2 separate regions of the Gossypium raimondii genome follow, and region 1 is linked to region 2. Evidence: chromatin contacts called from public Hi-C data. All regions are on one chromosome and are shown on one strand. Each heading gives the region's core, a stretch centred on a gene start, on an enhancer-like site or on the middle of the called end of the contact. The rest is flanking DNA. Distances are from core to core; before and after follow the strand shown.

The links. Hi-C and Micro-C count contacts between places; a contact is called where the count stands out from the background.
Region 1: a Hi-C map of leaf shows a contact between it and region 2, with 2.0 times the contacts expected there. The contact joins the promoter of LOC105788411 here to the promoter of LOC105788405 in region 2. A contact is called at or near these places in 2 of 2 Hi-C or Micro-C datasets (both in leaf).

What each region holds. Positions count from the first base shown.
Region 1 is chr2:32,630,706-32,635,751 of ASM2569854v1, forward strand. LOC105788411 (1,4-dihydroxy-2-naphthoyl-CoA synthase, peroxisomal) reads left to right here and starts at 2,486. Exons shown (of 4, transcript XM_012615305.2): 1 at 2,486-2,880; 2 at 3,890-3,988; 3 at 4,123-4,170; 4 at 4,347-4,627. The coding sequence starts at 3,929. The coding sequence ends at 4,463. LOC105788410 (protein PHYTOCHROME KINASE SUBSTRATE 3) reads right to left here and starts at 811. Exons shown (of 2, transcript XM_052627238.1): 1 at 1-811. The coding sequence starts at 81.
Region 2 is chr2:32,499,837-32,504,566 of ASM2569854v1, forward strand. LOC105788405 (NAP1-related protein 1) reads right to left here and starts at 2,331. Exons shown (of 11, transcript XM_012615296.2): 1 at 2,014-2,331; 2 at 1,247-1,369; 3 at 1,092-1,142; 4 at 851-922; 5 at 586-696; 6 at 436-497. The coding sequence starts at 2,142.

The DNA of each region.
Region 1 (5,046 bases), core at 1,236-3,735, 130 kb after region 2:
GTATTTTTCGGCACCGAAGACACCGATTTCACCCTCTTCGATCTCATCTCTTGGTTCCGGATGCTGATTCGCAGGCTCCATAGGAAAACTCTAAACGAAAGTTTATAGGACGAGGACACACCGGATTTAACTCGGTTGATTTATGCAATTCAAGATTCGAGGAAGGACCGGCAGATCAGTTGGCATGAATTATGTATATGTAGAGGCACAGGGGCAGGGGTAGGGGTAGGGCTGCAACGTTCCATGTTTTAATGAGGTGGGGCATGGATTAACAAATCATCTCGTAGATTATATATTTGAACCAATTTAATGACATGGGGGAATTATCTTTCATTTAGTTTTCGACATTATGCACCAATAGTTGATGATAATTGGTATATATGGATGGTGTGGTGACAAGTGGAACATGGCTGCAGTTTGAGGTCACCCACCAATGATTGTACTAATGCAGGCCTCTATAGATATAGAAGCGCAACTGTATTTTCAGGGATTAAATATTTGACAGTCAAGAGCTTCCTCATTTGACTGTTTATAATTCCATCACTCCGTCGATGTTGTAAATAGGACACAGGAATATTATCCTCATCATCTGCCATTCTTGTATTCTATTTCCTTCACGTCAGAAAACTTTTTACTTCGATAAGCTCCTTCATTTCATCTACGAGCAAAGACAGAATTGTGGGATGGGTCGAAATAAAATTGGAAAAAAAAAATTCTAGAGGTTTAAAGGGAATATATTGAATTATTACTATTTAAAAGAGACTAAAGTTATAATGGTATAATTTAAGCTACAAGCCAAGACCCATGGCACATTGATATGCCCTGGATGGTAAAATAGTTGGGTAATTATTATTATATATTATAATATATTTAATTTTAACATAATATGTAAAAACAACCCAATCTAATATATCATAAATTTAGAAAACAAATCAAGTTGCACTAAGCCTTGAATATTTTTTAATATAATATTTTGTTAAAATCAATATTATTTGATGTTTTATATATATTTATATGAAATGTTTTTTTTTTTTTGTTCTACAAACGTTCTTACAAAATTGACAAGTCTCTTCCTTTAAAACACTTGTCAACCTCTAATTTTGATTATAGAATCTAAACTCCACTAGCAGCGTAACAATATTTTCTCATATTCTTTTTATCATGTCGGAAAACTTGATCGGGTATTTCAAATGAAGATCTTAATACAAAAAAAAGTTCGTTTTAAGGATCCCACAACAAACATTGAAAGTTTTATGGCTGTGGATTCGACTCCAATGCAGGTGGAGTCATGGAAAGATAAATTGCTGAGAAGGGGAAATCATGGCTCTACCGGAGAGGAGGATCTTGAGTTATTAGAGGGCGATGTCACGAAGACTACGATTAATGGAGTTCCCACGACCAACTTCTCTAAGAGAATCCAACAGATTTTGATTAGAGACATGGCAACCACGGTGGTGGTGAAATTGTTGGGATGTAATTTAGCCTATTCCACACTGCAAAATCGGATCCTTAAGTCTCTGGAAGCCTTCACATCACGTTGAGAATGACTATTATCTAGTCAAATTTCAGAGTAAGGACGATTATGAAAAGGCGCTCACTCAGGGGCCGTGGACTGTCTTTGGACAATACCTCACGGTTCAACCGTGGAGTCCAGATTTCAATCCCCTTCAGCCGTTCCCGAATCATGTCATGGCTTGGGTTCGTTTTCCTACTTTACCGGGGGTCTTTTATAAGAGGAAAATTTTGGAAGAAATCGGCAGTCTAATTGGTAAGGTGACTAAACTTGACTTTAAAACAGATTGTGGATCCAGAGGACGGTTTGCCTGTACGGCGGTTTTTATCAATCTAAACAAACCGCTCATACCACATGTTTTGATCAACGGCATGGTGCAACGCGTTGAATACGAGTTGCTGCTGGCGGTTTGCTTTTTGTGTGGCCGATATAGCCACGTGCGTGATCTTTTCCCTTCCAAAGAAACTGTGATGGATGGTGAAATGGCCAAAGAAGCAGTCATAGTGGACTTACCGGAGAAGGAGAAGATGAAGGAGTCGCCGGAATCGTTTGGCCCATGGATGTTCGTTGAAAGAAAATCTCGGAAGAATTCAAGGGGTAATGAGAATCTAACAACAAAAATATTGCCTAAACAAGGGATGGGCTTCTGATTTAATGTTTTGTCGAAGATTGGAGATGGCATGAATGGAGCGATAATGGAGGAATTTTCGTGGGTCATGTCCCATATAGGAGAATTTAAAAAAAAAAAAAAAAGTCACTTTCACAAATGGGGGAATCGGCTAAGGAGTAGCCTGTTTTAAGCAAAGTGGGCCAGTCTTATGGGCCTGTTGGTAACGTTGATGTGATGGAGGGCAACGGACCAGGATTAATAGAAATAAGAACCCATTCAAGGCCCACACACGAAAGTCCAGGTAAGCTTTCTGATCCAATTGAGATTGCTTTAAAATTTGACTTAATTTCCTCTTCTTCACAGCAGGTCCCCGAAGTCATAGTGGGACTAAGGGTCCATTTGTTTAGGGTGAAAATGTTTTCCAGAAAATATTTTCTAAATTTTACTGTGTTTGTTTGCTGGAAAATGAATTTCTATAGGAAAACATTCTCCAAAATACGAGTAAATCATTTCATAATTTCCGAAAAAGGTCTTACCGATTCTTAACATGTAAGACATTTTCCATTCTCTTCTCTTCACTCTCATCGCAGTGGTTCTCCCTTCCTCTGTCCATCAGCCTCCGCCTCTCCTCCTCATCTCTGTTCGTTGGCCTCACCTCATCATCTCTGCCTCCTCTTCTCTGTCGGTCGACCGTCGTCCTTACCAAGTCTGTATTTTGAAGAAACCCTAAAAAATTAGCAGCCACAGTCCTATTAAGGTATAATCTCAGTCTTCTTTTTATCAAGGTTACTTCACTCGAAATGGGTCTGTTAAATTTGTAAGTGAATTTTTACTGAATTTTAGAAAAACCGTAAAAACCAATCCATTATTGTTTTTGGTCGAAGAGGTCTGATCTGGATATTTAGCATATGGTAAAGGTTTCCTTCACATTGACTGGGTTTTCAGTCTTGGTTCTATAGTGATTGAAAATTTTCCTAGTTGTCAATCCCCTGATGCATTTTGCTTTCTTATTTTGGGTCTTAAATTTTTGAGTTTCTACTTGAGTATTGAGTAATGAGATTTTTTAGTTATGGTTCGATTAAGTTGTCTACTTTCTACCTCTGCATCACTTTGCTGTATTTGATTTTCTATTTTCCATCTTGCGGCTTGTTACTGTGTTTCATATCATAAAAGGTATTGGTTTAGCTTTAAATTCTGGACTGGTATCGCTAGTATTTTGTGTTATACTGTTATTTGCAGCTACAATCAGTTGTTAAATTGTTCACATCACTATTGGGGGCTTTAGCAGTGGCATTGTCGACATTGTTACACCACTTCCAGAGTGATAAAGCTTGATTGAAAAAATTCCTAGTTGTCATTAATCCAATGAACCTTTCTTTCTTATTTATGCTCATGAAGTTTTATGGTTTGCTTGAACTGTGGCATGATGAAAGTCATTAATTGGATTGTTGAATGGAAGTTTATTCTGCTCTGCACTTACAGTAAAACACATATTAGCTTTTATGGTTTAGTACAAAATTTTTGAACATTGGTTCATTGGCATAAGCATACCTGTAGTATTACATGTTTAGTGTAGTGCTATAAGGAACTTATGGACTATTCTCTTGGCAAGTTGTTACATTCCCTTGCATGCATCTTTTTCAAAACCAGTGATAGCAATGGTAATCTTTTTTCTTCTATTTCTAAAATAATTAGTGACAGTGATTATTTTTTGTTGGATTACATTAGTTTTCATTATTTAAATTGTTGTCATTCTTATAAATCAGGTTGTTGGTTATGCTGTTGGAGGAGGGCATGTTTTACATATGGTTTGTGATCTGACCATTGCTGCAGATAATGCTATTTTCGGTCAAACTGGTCCCAAGGTGCTTACAAATCATATTTTCTGTTGCTCCAACTTTGTTGTTTTTGTAATTTTCATCTTTGGATGGTGGTGCTGATGCTACATGCTTGTAAATTTGTTGCCCTGATTGGAATTATCTGATTGGATATGCCGCAGGTGGGAAGTTTTGATGCTGGTTATGGAAGTAACATAATGTCCCGTTTGGTAAGCAACGAGAAAGATGGAGGCTTTTATTTCGCATGATACTCGTTGTTCGTCTTACATGCAATCTGAGCAGTGTGTTTGATCTGGATTCGAATCATAAGCAACCCTTTTTTTTTTTTTAAAAAAACTGTTCAATCTGAAAATTCACTTGTTTCATTTCCTTTACATTTTTTCAGGAAGTTGGTGGAAATGCGACACTCATATTTTATGGAACTGAAGAAGGGAACGAGGGGAAAATAGCATATGTGGAGCGTAGACGCTCAGATTTCTCAAAATTTTCAAGGCGACCGTAAGGTTGAGGATTGGGTGGATTCAAATGGTTTCTACTTTTCAGTCTACCACATTACTTTTATTCATTTCCAAAGGATGCTTGCTCTTTTATTTAATACACCCTGTTTGTTACATGTAAAACAATCTCGTCAACTGGTTTCCAATTAATCAATTTGCTTCTGAAAAAGCTCTCGGTTTGTATTTCGTTCCACTATTGATGTAAATTTTATTGTATTAAATATAAAATTTATTATATTTAGGATTTCCGGAAAATATTTTCAGGAAATCTGTCAAACAACAAAAAATATTTTACACAGATTCATCCAAACATCAGAAAAGTAAATTATTTCTAGAAAAGTAAATTATTTTCGAGAAATTATTTTTCAGAAAATATTTTACTGGCAAACAAACGAACCTAAATCAGACGAAAAATTCCAAGGAACAGGATGTGTGTGAAGCGAATTTTTTAGAATTTTTAAAACAAGCTGGTTCGAGTAGTGCGTTAAATGGAAAGGATGAAAAGGTCATTGTTCCAAATCTGATTCTCAACTGATTTTATTAAATTCTTGGGAAGGGGTCGGTTCCCTTGGGTATAAATGCCCACTT
Region 2 (4,730 bases), core at 1,081-3,580:
ATATATACATGCATATATATATAAATACATAGCAGTTATAAAAACACCACCAGTATTGTCAGAAGCGGACTGGACCAGCCGGTTGAACTGGGAACCAGTAGTCCAAACAGTTTGACAATGATATATAACCACGAATAGAGCAAACTGCTATGAACCGGAAGAAAACTGGGAACCATGACCAGAAAAAGGCAGTCCAATTGGTTATGTTTTTTTAAACTTTTATTATTTATTTAACTATTGCTCAACTGGTTGGACTAGTAACCGGCTGTCTGACCAGTCCAACCACCAATCCAACTCTTATAACATAGCACGCCACACAAAGTAACTGCATTTCACAGCATGGAGTGATGGAGATATTAATAAACTGATCTCAAGTTTTATGTTACTCAAGTCCTAAGCCTGAGAAAAATTGACTGATGGGTATGATAAACAAACCTTTCTTCGGCAAGTTGTCGCTTGTTTCCTTTTTTCTCATGATTAACTCCATTTGGCAAGCCCTTAACATTTAAGGAAAATAATTTCATATGATATCCAAGGAAAACATAAAACAAGAAGCAGGATAGTCATCAAAAGAGAACGTCTTACCTTGCCCTCTTTCCACTTGATTGGGGTAGCAGTAATTTTGGTTCCATCATCAAGGAAGGTAAAGGTCTTTGTAAGCTTTGTATTTTCAAAGTACGGATTGGAATTAAAATTCTGAAAAATTATAATAAAGCCGGTCAACAAATCATCAGATATATTAGAGTATGAATTATGTTTCTTCTAACAGTAGTTCAATGCAAGCAAATGAAATTAAGAGCAACTTCAATCACCAAAAATAAGGTAAGAATAAGAATCTGAATAAACTTACAAATGTGATAGTGTATCCAGATTTCAGATCTTTAAAATCCTCCACTTCAAGTGAGTTAATATATTTGAATATCTACCAAGAATAATAATTGAAAAGAAGAAGATTAAAAAATAAGAAAGAATTCACAAAATTCAGGCAAACATCAAGAAACATCTATAAAAAATAAAATCAAAAATCAATGTTGGAAAGTAAAATAAGCGCAAAATGATAAGTTCATTTTGGGAAAGAAGTGACATTAAACCTTCTGATCCTCTTCAGTCAAAAGATCACCAAGAGCAGGATGGCTCAAGAACTGCACATGAAGAATGCAAGTCAATTTAATACGTTCTTCTGAACATGTAAACAAATTTAACAAATTGTTCACCATATTAAAATGGGAAGAACAGAATAACTTACAGCTGTTAACCAGAAATCAGGAATTGAATTGATGATTTCATTCCGCTTATCATAGACCGGTTTGCGAACTTCATTGTATTTCTGCTCCACTTCCAAGACTTTCTCACTTGCCTCTTCATTGATCTACAACCAAAAAAACAGAACCGAAAAACTTACAATCAGAAACACCACATGTGACATTTACCACTTCATCTGTACGCTTGTAAGCAAGCATAGCCACATTAAATCACCTGCCTCGCAATAAGACATAATAATCCAAAGTAACTTCACAAATAAAAGAAGAAATCAAAATTGTGCTTAACAAAGCTAGGGGACACTTAGATACACGGAAGAAAACATTAAAGGACTCAATCATACTACAAAGATGATCAGATGCAAGAATTAACAATCAACATTAGATCACCAAATAAATATACATATAAAACAAAGCTTAGCACAATAATTCAGATGAACCCAACATAAAAACAGCATACAAAGCCGATAAAGTACAAATATTAACGACCAGAGCAGTAAATTTTAAACATCTATTTCATCGACCCGCAATTGAAATTACAGCAAATTCAATACTTTGACACTTAAAACATCATTCAATTAACATTATACCATAAAAAAACACAAGGAAATCCAAATTTTTTATTTAAAAAATTCTAAAATTTGCTAATTTTCCAGCTCATACACCTTAAACAAGGGAGAAATGAGAAGAAAAAGGAAATCAGCATATACACGCATTATATAAATGAAAAAGCGGCATGTAGATAAAAATGGACCTTCTCAAGCTCGTCTTGGATCTCTTGAAGCTTCTCGATGGAAATGACGAGGTCTCCATCTATTTGATCATGGTTCTCTTCCTCTACTTTCTCTGCTACTTTCATCTTCTTTCCTTTGTCGGCCACCATTTTCTAAACCCTAGAGAACAATATAATAAAACCCTAATCCTAAAAATTTCTGCCTCTTCTCTCCTCTCTCTCACTTTTGCTCCCTTTCTCTTTAAAACCCTAGTTCTGTTTTTTTTGTGTTTTCCCTCTGATATCTACGGGGACAAAAGCGAGTGAGTGAGTGAGAGAGAGAGAAAGAGTAGAGAATGCTAGGGTTTTGGGAGTTTATATCTGTTCAGTTGGGAGCTGACACCTGTAATTTGAGGGTACTAAGGTCATTTAATTGTGAGATGTTGGGGGTAGTAAGGGTAATTCAAGGATGGATTCGGATATTTTTGAGTTCTGATGTTCGGAAACAGAATCTTTCTGCGTGGCTTGCGGTAGGTAGTACTTCAACCCATTGTGTCCATAGATAAGGTTGGTTGGTTAGTTTACATTACAAACTTTGATATCTTTGTATAAATATAAAAAAAACTAATGCCACTTTATTTTTATTTAATTTTAACCTTTCAAATCTTTATATTTTATTATTATATTTAAATTAAGAATTATAAGGATAACATTTGGGATCTAAATTTAGACAAATCTTCTAACGTGGTACCTAAATTTTTCAAAAAAATTATTTTTACATTTGATAAACAGTGATAATTTTTAACCTATTGAAGCACGTGATCCAATGATAAGATTTCATGTGTCATTGTACGTAAAGTTATTTTTGCATTCAAGTAATTCAAGGGACTTAAATTTAATTAATACCAATTCTATTTTTGAGGAAAAAAATCTCTAGAACATTGCCTTTTTCGCATTCTCAACTTTTCGTGTCATCTTTTCTTCTCTGCTCCTTTAATCAATTAAAAATCAATAAAATCATAAATCAAAAATACATTTTTTCGGCTAAATAAGGGCTATAGGCCAATTTTTTTAATTAGGCCTTTAGGCTAATTTTAACATTAATTAGGGAAATAGACCGATTTTAGGAGAGAGAAGGTGAAAGTGCATCCAACTGGGCGCGTTTTCTCCACAGATAAAGAAAACGCGCCCAGTTGGATGTGCTTTCCCTTAATGGTAAACTGCAACGATTTTTTGACCGTTGCTGCGCCAAACGGTAAAAAAAATTTAAAACCTAACAATAACTTTTTTAACCTATAAATACCTCCCAATTTTCATTTTTTTCATTCACATCCTTCTCTCAAACTCTCTCAAACTTTTTATTCAAAATTTATTTATATTTTCATTTAAAATACTATTTTTTAATTATATCATATTTTACTCGTTCGAATCAATTTCTCGAGAATGGATGCCTCTCTAATCCGCTTCGGCGACAAACCATATTTCCACCACCCAAATAGCAATGGTAATTCGTTATTTTTAAATTCTTGATATTTTTAATTATGTTAAATATTTTTTTATAAATCTAAATAATTTTTTATGTTATAAATAGGCGGACAATCGTGTGCTGGAGGCGTTCATATATAATACTCGGGAGCCTCCGATCCCTGAAATTCGTGGGTACCTACAAGAGCCTGGATTCTTGCATGAGTCTCGCATGCAAGTGAGCTACAAACTCGATCCCATGTTAATTAGCACGTTGGTGGAAAGATAGATGCCCGAAACACACACTTTCCACCTTCTATGCGGTGAGTGTACAATCACACTCGAGGACGTAGCGTTACAGCTCGATCTGCTAGTGGATGGGCCAGTCATCACAGGATCAACGTTGGTTCAGAGAAAAGTGGACCTTTGCATGGCAATGTTGGGGAAGGTCCCGAACAGGTTCAAAGGTCGGATATTGATCAATTGGTTGGAGAAAATTTTCGATAAGCTTCCCAACGATGCAACGGAGAAGGTCATACAACAGTATGCTCGAGCATTTATCATAAGGTTAACCGAGGGCATTTTAATGCCCAATAAATCTAGAAATTTGGAACATGTAAGGTGGCTTCTACATCTAATTGACTTCAGTGAATGTGCAAAACTAAGTTGGGGATTTGCCGTGTTATCGACGTTATATTAGGAGCTTTGTCGGGTAATACAATCGGATAAGATGTCGATCGGTGGTTTCTTGATGCTAATGCAGTTGTGGGCTTAGTGGCGAATACTATTTCTATGTCCTAGAGTCACCAACCTATACACGTTCCCGTTGGTGACGAGGTAAACATCATTTATCAATAAATATGTAGTTTGTGCAGTAAATGTTTTTATTTATCATATGTTTCACCTAATATATCGTTTGTACAAGTGGAACCATAAGTCAAGTTATGTAGGATTGCCCCACGAGTTGGAAGACATTAGGTGACCGCCTTCGGACGTACTAACATCCAAACTGTGAATACTATAATAAAATATAGAATGACAATGTGGTATCCGCAAGTATATGGGTCGAGTTGTAACATAGTGTTACAACAAAGTAGGTAAGTACTCCTAGGATCGTACCCAAGGGAGGCGAGTGCTAGATCTATTCTAACCTAAACACTAAAAGACCTAATTAGTACTTTTAAATAAATTATAGTACAAAAGAAAAAAGAGAGTTTTTATGGATTTTATAATAATACTAAAATTACATAAAATAAATAAAACTCAAGAGACAAAAGAGGTTAGTAAATCAAATC